2 separate regions of the Mus musculus genome follow, and region 1 is linked to region 2. The links are chromatin contacts, called in public HiChIP or PLAC-seq maps. All regions are on one chromosome and are shown on one strand. Each heading gives the region's core, a stretch centred on a gene start, on an enhancer-like site or on the middle of the called end of the contact. The rest is flanking DNA. Distances are from core to core; before and after follow the strand shown.

The links. HiChIP or PLAC-seq counts read pairs in DNA pulled down with a chosen protein or histone mark.
Region 1: a contact with region 2 is called in an HNF4G HiChIP or PLAC-seq map of pancreatic cancer cells. The contact joins two enhancer-like sites. A contact is called at or near these places in 1 of 15 datasets of contacts at CTCF or cohesin (large pre-B cells), 3 of 484 Hi-C or Micro-C datasets (embryonic stem cells, nephron progenitors and neurons), 3 of 115 datasets of contacts at active chromatin or transcription factors (embryonic basal ganglia, embryonic stem cells and pancreatic cancer cells) and 1 of 9 other capture datasets (embryonic stem cells).

The regions. Positions count from the first base shown.
Region 1 is chr4:139,795,193-139,801,678 of GRCm38.p6, reverse strand. All of the region lies in intron 4 of Pax7 (paired box 7), which reads left to right. Among named protein-coding and RNA genes, the nearest start is that of Pax7, 35 kb to the left of the region's middle. Within about 2 kb of position 4,133, at least 29 of the 459 cell types and tissues checked have an H3K27ac peak or open chromatin away from gene starts, as enhancers often do. A contact at or near this core is called in pancreatic cancer cells, where this site is marked.
Region 2 is chr4:139,685,374-139,691,658 of GRCm38.p6, reverse strand. No RefSeq gene overlaps it. Among named protein-coding and RNA genes, the nearest start is that of Tas1r2, 35 kb to the right of the region's middle. Within about 2 kb of position 3,523, at least 14 of the 459 cell types and tissues checked have an H3K27ac peak or open chromatin away from gene starts, as enhancers often do. A contact at or near this core is called in pancreatic cancer cells, where this site is marked.

The DNA of each region.
Region 1 (6,486 bases), core at 2,884-5,383, 110 kb before region 2:
GTGTCCTCGGGAAGATGACCTGACTGTCCCATGGCAATGCAAGACACTGGTGGTGGGGCAAGGACAGATCCAACCATCTGAGATCATGGGTGCTTACAACATGGGAAAGGCAAACAAAGGTAGGGGAGGGTGTTGGGGGTGCACTAGGGATGAAGGTGAGGAGGGCCATGTGGACAACCAGGGATGAAGCCTTCACAGTGCTCAAATGTGGAGCGGAACGTCACAGCTTATAAAGTTTCTTCAAGGCTGTAAGACACCTAAGCCTCCGTGAAGGAACCTTGTCCTTCTTCTCTCTTACGGTGGGAGAAACTGAGGCTCTAAGGGTAACATGAACTGCTCAGACCACACAGTGAGTGGTGGATGTCAGGTCTGGGTGAGCTGAGGGCTTGGGAATCACACAGCCCTCCCCCCCCCCATCTTTAAAAATAAAGATGAGCCCCACCCCTGAAAAGTGGAGGCAAGGAACTTCCTGCCCAGGAGCCTCCTCCAGACAGGACCATGAGCCCTGTGTGGGTAGAGAGGCCATCTCTGGATCCTGATGATTCTGCACAAGGCAGGATTCACAGTCCTTTATCCCTTCCAGGCTGTAGAGTCAGCTGAACTCTAGCTCTATCCCGAATCTGCTTCCTGGGGAAAATGGCATTGTCTCTGTGTGCATGCCTTTCTTTATGAAGTGCTTGAGAGGGGACCCGACCTCTAGCACATACCCAGCCTGGTCACAGCAGGCAGTAGATACACGCTAATGACCGGAGCGCTATTGTCAGGCTGACTGGGGAGGAGAGGTTGTCAGTTCTCTGCTCTCTGTTTTGGGTCCCCAACAACATAGCCATAGCTTGTCGTTCATGGGTGACCGGAAGTGGTCAGGGAGAGGAGCAGGTGTGCTTGAGCCTGGCCAGGACTGGAGAGATGGGGGTGGGGGTGAGCGGGCTCCACTATGGAAATGGGGCTGTTTTGAGGAAGAGCAGGGAGCTGCGGCTTCTCTACTCAAGGCGCACCAGTCAGACTCAGCTTCAAAGAAACAGCTTGATGACTTTTGCAGCCTGCCCTGTGGCTCATCCCTGACATCTTAGCACCCATAAGGGGAGGCAGGAGGATGGCACATTGCAAATCAGCCTGGGCTACCTAGTAGTAAGACCCTGCTTCAAAATCAAACAGCAACATAATTTAAAGTAAACTAGGTGTGGTAGCAGCACATGCCTGTAATCCCAGATTTTGGGAGATGGAGGCAGGAGAGTGAAGAGTTCAAGGCCAGCCTCGGCTACAGTGAGAGCTTATTCTCAATAAACAAACAAACAAACTTAAAATAAAGACAAAAAAAAAAGAAAAAAGAAATTAGTCAGAAAGATAAAATGCTTCTGCATTCCTGAATGAAAGCCAAGTCCAAAACAAAACCTGCCCCCACACCTCCACGCACGGGTCTTCTTGCTCCAGGGAGAGATGCTGAGCTTTTTCTGGTGGAGGGGAACCCAAGACTCCCACAAAGGTTGTTGGAGGAGTGGTGGCCCATGCTCTGCCTCTGCCCCAGAATGGCAGATTTGTGTGCACACAGCCCCAGGTGCCGCAGTTCTCTGTAGATGCAATGCCACAGGGACCAAGGGGCCCTGCCTGATGCTGGCCCAGCCTTCGGTGTGACTCAAGACCCAGCTGGCCTCTGACTGTGGGAAATACTTGGGGGTAGGGAAGGGCCAGTCAGGCCACTGCAGAAAGCGTCTGGCCATTTACCAAGCCGGGCACCTCCTTGGTCCCTGGTGAAGTCCTCAGGGTCCCACCTCTCACCCAGGTAGTGTGAGGTAATACTCCACCTGAAGACAGGTTTTGAAAGTCAATTATCTGAAACAAGGCAACCAAAGCCTGTCAGGCCTCTCAGAGAGCTCGGAGCAAACAGATTTTTGGCAGGCACGGACCTAAGGAAATAGGATTGAATTTCCCCTCACCTTACCTGGGGAAAATCCACACTGTCTGTTGGTGAACTTGACTCTGAGGCTTATGGGGTAAGGGCCTCTTATGGTTATTGAGGAAAGGCCCAGAGGTGCTCTACAGCGCCCCCTGCCACCCCTCCCACCTCTCCCTCATGGCACCTCCCCCAGAAATGCTCTACAGCACTCCCTGCCACCCCCAGCCTCTCCCCCTGCCACCTCTCCCCCCTCTCCCCGCTGCCACTCCACCCAGAGATACGCTACAGTGCCCCCTGCCACCCCAACACCCACCCCCACCACCTTCCCCTTGCACCTCCCCCTGCCGCGCCCAAAGATGCTCTACAGTGCCCCCTGCTACCCCCCCTGTGACCTCCCCCTGCACCACCCCCTGCCACCCCTCTCCCCCTGCTACCTCTCCCTCCTGCCACCCCACGCTGCACCTAGAGATATGCTACAGTGCCCCCTGCCACCAACAACACCCCCTGCCATCTCTTCATCTCTTGCTGCCCTCAGGCCCCCCCCCCCGCCCCCAAGGCTTGACAGTTGCTTCTAGGGCTGAGGACCCCCAAGGCTGACTTCATTTCCTCCTGATTCAGACTTTAAAAAAAGGTTTGGGGTACCAGCAGGCAAGTCTCTTTATCTCTCTGCCATAACTATCTGGGAGACGGAGGAGGGTGGTAACATACTGTGTTAGAAGTTCCTAGCCAAGGGCCAGGTGTGGTGGCACATGTCTTTAATGCCAGCACTCAGGAGGCAGAGGCAGGCAGGTCTCTGTGAGTTTGAGGCCAGCCTGGTTACTCTACTCTACTCTACTCTACTCTACTCTACTCTACTCTACTCTAGGACAGCTAAGGCTACTTAGTGAGACATTGTTTGGAAAACAAACAAAGGAAAAAAGTTTCTGGCCAAATGTAACAGAGAAGAGCTAGAGAGAGAAGGGTTCTGCGCACGTGTGCGTGGGTGCTTGCGTGCATGAACTTCGCCTGCATCCTTCCCAGAGCCTCTGGGGTGTAAGAGTGATTTGTTTTGCAACCCCGCCCCCACATTTTAATTTTCCCAGATAGGATCTCTTGTACCCTAGTCTGGCTCTGCAGCAAACATGACCCTGAACTTCTGACCCTGAACTTCTTGCATTCATCTCCAGAGTACTAGAGCAAAACCCCAAACGGTTTAGGAGGGCTGGGGACCAACCCCACAGCATCCTGCATGCTGAGCGATCTTGCTACCGACAGAGCTGTGGTCCATAAAGATGCTTCCCCCCCCCCCTCCAGAAGCCGCTCGTGGAGGGTGTGAGGCCAGATGTATGGATGTATGCCTTGCTTAGCATCGACTCCTTGTGCTGCAGTGGGTGTGGGAGGGGTAGAGAGTTCAGGACTTTGGAAAGTACTCTAAACACAGCAGTATAGGCTACTCACTTCCCCAGTTCCGGGTGCTTGGGCACACGGTCCCCTTCAGCTGGGACCCTGACACCTATCTGGAACTTCCTCCACACCAGTGAGATCAAACAGCCCAGAGTAGGTGGTCTAGTATGGGTAGTTATTAAAAAAAACAAAAAACTCCCAAATAAGGCTGAGCTCAGTTGATACAGTGCTCCAACTCCTGAGATAGGGTCCCCAACGCTGTTCCAGATAGGGCGTGGTGGCACACGCTCAGCACACACTTAAGAGATGGAGACAGGGAGATGGGAAGTTCAAAGCCATCATCAGCTACATAGTGAGTTTGAGGCTAGCCTGGGCTACGGGAGAACCTAACTCATCTACACACACACACACACACACACACACACACACAGAGGCAGTCAAAAAGAAAAAGGCTCACAGGCAGTTTCAGCTATGGAGGGTGAACAGGCTCACTATACATAGTCCAGCAGTCGCTGTCACACACAGCCAAACCCTTCCAGGTGTGACAGTCCTCACACAGAGGTGACAAGCAGATTAGAAGAGACACCAGCTTGAGAGAGCTCCCCTGGCGTCGAATAGGTGCCCATCAAAAGCTTGCCGACCATAATAACGGCTTCCACTTCTGAAACATCAATCAGGTACCCACCCTTTGCCTACATTTCCATAGGCTTTTCTCAGGAGCAGAGCATTCCCTGGGACACCCCCACGTACACACCCACACACCAGGAGCAGGGTTGCCTTTGTCCTGCTTTTGGGGCACTCGAGGTGTGTCTGCAGCTGGAGCAGGCCCTGGGCTGGGCCTGCTGGGACATATCTAGGCAACCTTCAGCAAACAGTGACTCAGCTGCATGGCTATAGCTAAGTCTCTGCCCAGGCTAGTGCCGGCCTCCTCAGGTTTCTCCCCCAACAAGTCAGGGCCCAAGAGGATGGGGCAGACTCCTGTGTCAGCTTTCCCAAGGGGCCCAGGGAGGGACTGGGGTTCCTTCTCTCCTTGCTTAAACCTGTTTCTTCTGTCCTCGAGGGTTCTGGTCCCTTGGGGAGTGAGGTAGCCCTGCTTCTAGGCTTCCAGGGGAAAACGGAAGGAGGCTATCATGCTTTAGAGTCCATTGTGGGTGAGCTTAGGACTTAGTGGACAGTAGTCACAGCACAGACGCCTTCATTGTCTGGTAAGGTGTGCTGGCTTTCAGCCTTCTCTTCGGTAGCATCCCAAGCACACCTGGGATTCTCTGGCAACAAACAGAGTCAGGGAAGGCTTGATGATCCTGGTTGGCCCTGACCACTCATTTGCTGTGCTGTGTGGCTTTCTGGGAATCCTATCCCCTCTCTGGGATCCATCTTCTCCTTGGTAGGACTCTTGATGTGGAAAGAGGTCTTGAACAAGTAGACCTCTGGGTTCAGCCCCTTAGTCAGCACTCAGCACAGAAGTTCAAGAAGTTCTGTGTCCCGGGACATAGCTTTGCCCCTCTGGGATGCTTTATCTTTGCAGTAGTTAAACAGAAAGAACTATTCTGTCAATGCCTCTAAATTACCTGGGGCTCCAGAGCTACCTTCTGCATGCTCTGATGGTCCTTGGTAGGGTGGTACTGCCATTTGGAGCCAGGGTCTTTCACAAGGACATTCGAGATCCTTAGCCACCCAGAGGACCTCTTACAAGGATTAAATAAGATACTCGTTACCCAGGGCTTGGTTGGCAAATAGCCTTAATCACTGCAAAAACCAATTATTCCATGGGTGTGGTTGAGTCTATCTCCGTTTGCCAAGCCCTGCCTGTCCTGAGAGCAAGACAGGAGAGTCTGGGAGCCAGAGAGTGTGACACATAGAGTGGTGTGGCTTTAGGTGACCCTGCTTGGGGCACCTGGACATCCTGGGTGCCCAGCATCTGTCTCCCACCTGTATTCTACCCTACCCCTTTAGCCGGTGGCTGTGGTCCCACCCACCTAAGCCTGCTCTACTTCAGCAAGCTCTCCTTCCCACTGGCATCCCTTGGATCAGGTTTCTCCATCTCGAAATTCCTGAAGCCCATTCGTCTCCATCTGCAGCAATAGCCATCCACTCCCTACACCACCACACGCACGCACCCCACCCCCAACTCCACCCACTCCCACCTCTCCTAGGCAGCCAATCATCTGTCTATTTTTCTATCATGACCGAAGCCTTCCTGGCCCGGCTTTGGAGACTAGAGGGTGGTGCTGACCAGCCAGCGAGGGGAGGGCCAGGGGCTGTGCACGTGGCAGCCCTGGCCCATGGGGATGCTATCCACCTGGCTCCTGAGCCCATCAGGCCCCACTTAAGAGGATGTCCCTCACGTGGAGGGCCCGTCCGGCTAGAGATGCCTTCAGAAATGGAAATTTGGTCCATTTGTTTATGATTTACTCCCTGACCCTTAACGGGAACCCGATGGGACCAATAAAGGCTTCCAGCGTGCCCAGTGCCCAGCCTCGGGAGGGCTGGAGCCTGTCCAGTTCTCTGGAGGCCAAAACCATCTCAGCATCTCAAAGTGGAGCCGACTGCTCTACTCTCACCCCAGGCCATCCCACCACTCACCAAGGAAAGATTCCTCACTGCTCCCCAGATCAGCCTCGGGGGAGGGGGGCACCGGGCCTGTCCATGCTGGGGGGGGGCAGGAGGCAGAGGATTCTGTTTTGGAGGCAGAGGGAATGCGCACCAGGGTGAGGCTATTCTGAGCACAAGGTAGGTAGAGAGGAGGCCAGGACGGAGGAGAAAAATCCAGTTTTCAATTTTCCTCAAGAGGAAAAGTGAGTTCGCAGGGGACAGAATAATTTTCCAGCATGCCAGCCGTAAGTACAACCTCCTTGAGACGTGGCAAGTTATTAACGAGGAGAAAGAAAGGCAATTGTCAAACCTCTTTTCGTTTAGCAGAACTGCACAAAAACCTCTTACTTCCAGGGGAATCTAATTAGAGTGTGGGGGGCACAGCTAGAGAGGGACAGAGGCCTGGGTTGGCCTGGGAGGCCCCAGGTGCCTGTGCAGGAGGATAGCATGGAGCAAACCTCTTCATTCCCAGTGCCACAGAGTGCGTGGGGATGCAAGGTCTGGATGCGAATCCTGAAGCTTGACTTTGCCAGAAATACAGCACAGGAAATGGCCGAGCTTGCTACTCCATGCCTGTTTTCATATAGGCTAGCTCATGCCTAGAATTCCCACACTGG
Region 2 (6,285 bases), core at 2,274-4,773:
GCACTTTGGCAGTGATAGAGTCCTCGGCCTCAGAATGTTCTCGTCTTAGGCTGCAGAGGCAGACCATAAATCCTGAAAAAAAAAATGAAATGAACTCAAGGATCGCAGATGCCACTGAGCACTGCGAAGAAAGTGCTCACTGTGGAGGTCATATGTGCATGCATAGAGGTCAGAGATCATTGTCATGTGAAGGGCAGCAATGAGACACACGCAGACCACCAGGCAGGGCTGGCTCAGGTACTGGGAGACAACCATACAGAGGTAAAGGAAAACCACTCTAGGAAGAAATGGCAACAGCATGTGCAAAGGTCCTGGGGATGGGGTGGGGAGAAAGAATTCTGTGTCTGAAGCAACCAGAGAATTAGTGAATACCTAAAATAAGAGGATGAGACTAGAGCCCTGGTAGACAGGGACAGGTCAGCAGGGCCTTCACAGGCTGTCCCAGAAGTCTCCTGGTTCTGCTCCAAGTGATGGAGCCATTAGAAAGGGGTCTTAAGTTGCTAAGCAACAGAGACTCTCACAGGTACCCCTGAGGCACCATGGAGAGTATAGAGAAGTAAGCAGATGAATGAAGACAGTGGCCAGCAAGAAGGCCACTGGCATCAAGGTATGAGATGGCAGCTGGTTCCCGGGCAGAGACAGAGCCGAGATCTGGAAGCCTTAGGGATATCATCAGCTCACTTCTGGGTGCACAGGAGGATGCAGAATGGAACTGGGATGACTCTCACCCAATCCATGGGAAACCCTAGGCCTTAGAAGTGTGTGTGAGGGTCCCAGAGTCATTGTTTATGAAAAACGCACACGCCACTGCTGTGCATCTGAGAGAAACCATCACCGATTCTCAGAGCTCACATCAGAGCAAAGCTCTGGAGCTGCAGAGCCCTGAAACAGCAGCTGGAAAAACCTGAACTGTGCAGTCAAGAGTCCCAATGCTGGCTGCCACGCGATTCAGAGTCGGAGGGTGGCACAAGTGGCCCTGTGTAGGTGACACATGGCCCTGAGTAGAGATGGTGCCATGGTATAAGATAAGCCACGTGGAATGCCACGCCATCTGGAGACAGCAAGGGCAGGTGCATTGATCATCTGGAAGCCTCTAGCTCTGTAGACAGGAAGCCTGAGCAAGATTCCAACTCAGGACAGCTTTGAGTGGCCTTGAGTCAGTGGTTGTCTTCATTTGGGCCTCAGTTTCCCCTTTTGTGTAGCAAAGGGATTAGGGTTCGAGGTCCCTTGCAATTGTGACTCTGCTAAAAGTCCTCCCTCCCTGAGCCAGCAAGATGGTCCATGAAATAAAGATGACAGCCACCAAGCCTGAGGACCTGGGCTCCATCCTTAGGATTCACGCTGTCGAAGGACTAAAGACTCCTGGGAGTTGTCCTCTGACCTTCAGATGCTGTGTGTTACACATACATGCCCCTCCCACACAAATAAATAAAGTGTAATTAAAAGGTAAAGCCCCCTTCCCCTGCCATGCTCAGGAGTGTAGGCGCTGGGCACCTCCCCAGGGGACCCAACTGGCCACATCAGGCTATCCAGGCAGGGTTCCACCACAGGATCCACCTCAGACACGCCCAACTTCCTACCACAATGACTGCCGCTCTCTACCTCACCTTCCAGCTCCAGGACAGCCAGGGTTAATAACCACATCCCCAGCACTACATAAAAAAGGCAAGAAGGCAGGGTACCCCCTGAGCCCCACCCCCACCCCCAAGCTGGCCAAGCAGCTGTCTCCCCACATCCAGGATTACCAGGCTCCCAGGGGCCGGGGAGGAAGCACATTACATTCTTGAGGGCCTTATGTCAGGCTGGCTGCTTCCCCCCAACACACACAGACCTCCAATCCCCTCCTCACTCCCCTGCCAAGACGGCTGGGCAGGCATGGAGCCAGCCAGGCTGGGCACAAACCACCCCGCTGGATGGCCTTCCCTCCTCTCTTTCCTTCCTTTGCCTGCAAAGCAAGGTCACACCCACTACAACAGTCTGATACAAGGGACAGAGGGCACCTCACAGGAGCCACCCTTACACACGCTCTCACTCTCTAAATCCTCCGTCATCAACTCCATTCTGCAGACAGGAAGCTGAGGCTCAGTGAGGGTGAACAGGTAGCCCAAGGTCACACAACTACCATGCGGCATGGCTGGGATTCAAACCCAGGACTTCTGGCTGCGAAGTGAACAGGCTTAAAGTCACTGGTGTGTCTGCTTACAATGGCTCATTTTCTCCCCATTTCCCTGCCCCCAGCTGCTCAGTTTGTGGCTACTCCATTAAGGTCAACCCCAGTTATGGTTGGGGTCACATAGCAAACTTCCTTCCTTGTCTTTCCAGAACTGTCTCTCTGCCTCCGGTAGCTGTGTGACTTTGGAGAAGGCAGTTCCCTCTCTGTTCGCCACCCACTTTCTGCACATGGATATCAGAATGGGAAGCACTGGTGCAGAGGCTGCAAAGTGGATATGTCTTGTTGGAGCTCCATGCCCTCAGCCAGCCATGATGTGGGCCCAGGTGTGAGGCAGGAGCACTGTAACAGGCCCAGGTGGGAGGCAGGTGCACTGTAACAGGCCCAGGTGGCAGGCAGGTGCAGTGTAACAGGCCCAGGTGGGAGGCAGGTGCACTGTAACAGGCCCAGGTGGCAGGCAGGTGCAGTGTAAAAGGCTCAGGTGGGAGGCAGGTGCACTGTAACAGGCCCAGATGGGAGGCAGGTGCAGTGTAACAGGCCCAGGTGGGAGGCAGGTGCAGTGTAAAAGGCCCAGGTGGCAGGCAGGTGCAGTGTAAAAGGCTCAGGTGGGAGGCAGGTGCACTGTAACAGGCCCAGGTGGGAGGCAGGTGTACTGTAACAGGCCCAGGTGGGAAGCAGGTGCACTGTAACAGGCCCAGGTGGGAGGCAGGTGCACTGTAACAGGCCCAGGTGGGAGGCAGGTGCAAACAGGAAGGTGGAAAGGAGAGCAGGTAATCAGGAAATGTCCTGAAATATACCTCATCCCTCGGTGACACATGCCAGCCTCCTACCTCCCAGGTGCCCTCTGAGAGGCTTCCACCTACTTGCTATGGACTGTCCAGAATTACTCTCTGGACTCACCTAAACAGCAGGAAGGAATCAAAAGGCTTAGAGGCCGGGAGGGGCGGGGGGGGGGAGGCCTTGGGTGTTTCTTGGGGTGGAGCCAGTCCAGGGACATACAGAAAGTCCGGTGAGCTGAGGTTAGACCAGGAACTGAGACCTAAGACAGATTTATCTTGTGAAGCCAGGTCATATCTTAGGACGTCCACGCTGAGCCCACTGATCCTGATTGGGAACAGAATCACCCAGAGGCCCCCACCCACCCTTGGCACCTTTCTGAGTACTCGGCCCTTCGTGCCTCCCTCCACAGGCTCATGACATTGTTCTTGGTTAAATACAGACCACGCCTGACCACAGGCCTCTTTGTTTAACTCTCTGTGTGTGAATTCTTTATTCACAGTTCCTTTTAGACCCGTATTTGCTCAAATATTTGGTGACTCAAAGCAGAGGCTGAGAGTTGGGCATCTATTTCCCTAGTGTGGTTGGTAGAGCGCTTGTCCGGCATGCATTCACGGGGCCCTGGGTCCTGCCCCCAGCACTGCATGGGGTGGCTGACGTGCATACTCACAACACTCCAGAGGGAGGCAGAGGCAAGGAGATCACAAGTTCAAGGTCATGGTAAGTTTGGGGCTAGCCTGGGATGCATGAGACCCCCCCCCCCAAGGAAGGAAGGAAGAAAGACAGAGGGTTGGGGAGAGGGAAGAAATGGAAGAAGAAAAAAAGCCCACAGTGGCGGGCAGCTGGGCGTGGCCTGACAGATGGAATCCCTAAACTCTGTCAACGCATGTCATCAATGGTCCTTGTCACAGTCAACTCTTCCTGCAGCAAAGAAAGCACCAAAGGCCCTGCTGTCTCCTGAACCTATATTACCCACAGCAGTGGCCACTGCCGCCGCAAGGCTATCACCACACACTGTAAGTGACAGGCCCCCTTCATCACAACATTGCAACAGCCCTGGGTGTTCCTGGTCTTGTCCATGTGTCCCTCAGAGGACAGGAGGGCATAGGAGGTGGGGTGGGGGAGGGCAGGGAAGATACACCAGAAATGCAAGGTTGCTTCAATTCACATTCTAATGTGCAGAGGAGACAACAAGGAATGCTGGGAAGTTTCTAAAGCAGCTTGGAAAGAGGGAGCTGGAGAAGAAAAGATGTGGTGTTGGAGTAGGTAGCCTTGTGCTAACCCTGGCACCCTCCCTGCCTTGTCGCTGTCCACTGAAGCCACTTCTCTGTGGAGCAGGTGGGAAGACATTCTACCCGCCCTCTTCAGGCACTTCTCATATCCCATGAGCTCGCACCACCCTGGGGACTCTAGGCCAGGAGACACCACAGTTCAGAAAGGCAAGGGTCTGCGCAGGGTCAGTGCAGCCCAATGGTCAGTGCACACAGCCCTGATGGCCTGTCCTGGGCTGTGCACATCCCACGAGTCCCCACTACCGCCCCATCGCCTGTCAGGCTCTGAGAAGCAGCCTTCTCCTGTGTCACAGAGAGGGAAATGAAGGTGTTCAGAAACACATTTTGATTGATGTCATCTAGTTTATAAGAGGAGACCTGGGCTTTCAGCCTTTAGCCTGGACAGAGGTTCTATACTTGAGACAAGCCCTGCCAAGCACTGCAGTGGCAAAGGAGACTGGGGGCAGGAATACACAGAAGGGACAGGCCCGAGGGGCCTTGTACAGGGACTCAGTACAAACTCTCTTCTCTACGTGGCCAAGCTGTCTAGGCTAAAAACTATGCTGCTTTTCATAATGCCTGCTACACGCTGGACATCATCCGCAGAACCACCAGACCCTCTCCCCACCCCCGAATATTCTCGTAACTACATCCAGGCCCTTTGTTTGTTTGCTTCCTTTTCTGAGATAGCATCTCCCTCTGTGCGGGTGCTGAGCTTGAACTCAGGACCCTCCCGCCTTAGCCTCCTGACTGGCAGGCTGAGAGGCATGTGCCACCAAGCTGGGCTTGCATCTTAGGATCGTTCAGGCTCAAATCAGATATGGACCATTTCTGCTGATGTTTCTCACCCCAGGCAGCACACACACTCATACTCACACACACACACCACTCAACACAACACACATACATACAATATACACACATACACAACAACACACATGTATACATACAGAACACACGCAACATACCACACACACATATACCATGCATACAACACAACACACACACATACAACACAACACATACATACAACACACATATACTTCACAAACACAACACACACATACAGCACAGCACACACATACAATACACATACAACACACAAAACACACACACACACAACACACACATACTATACACACAACACACACACATACAACACACACACACAAAACACATACTTGTAAAACATACACCCAACATACCATGCACACACCACACACAACACATACATATACCACACACACATACAACTCACACTACCTGCTATCCTAAGGTCAAATCCCTTGAGGAGGGCCTGGCCCTTGCTTGGCCAACACCTACCTCCCACTCATGGCTCTCTCTGGCAGGAAGGTGCTCTCCCCATAACTATGTCCCACCTCACCCCACAGGCCTCAGCACTAACACCAGCCCTCAGACCCGAGTCACTTTCCCTCCGTCACCCTGTCTCACACACGCCAGCCACTGCTCACCTGGTCTTGGGTAGGCTGACCCTCACTCAGCACTGTTCCTCCACTGGCTTGGACAAGGGTGGGTCTCATGGTGGGGACTTCCACCCCGGACACTAACGCTCTGGTCCCTATGACACCAGCAAGTTCCTCTCCACACAGAACCTCAGTTTCCCTATCTGTGTACCAAGGGTGTTAGGTACACACAGCACGCAGATGCACTAGTGTCACCCATAGCAATAGTGACAGAGCGGCCCCCTGCTGGTTTTGGAAGACTCTAGTGAGTGCCCAACCTGGATGGGGTATCTAGGTCCTGGGTCAGCCTGAAGTGGCCATTCTCTTACACAGAGGTCAATGGCAGCTCAAACCTGACTTTCACACTGCCCTGTTCTTCAAGCCACCTTGTTGTTTACACCTCTTGGGATTTTAAAAAATCCTGTTATTTTCATTCTGTGTATGTGTGTATTGTTTTGCTTGTATGTATGTATGTATGTATGTATGTATATGTAAGAGCCTGTGGAGGCCAGGAGAGGTCACTTGATCCCCTGGACTGGAGATGCAGACAGTTGTGGACGCTAGAATTGGACCCAGCCCTCTGCAAGAGCAGCTGAGTCTCCTA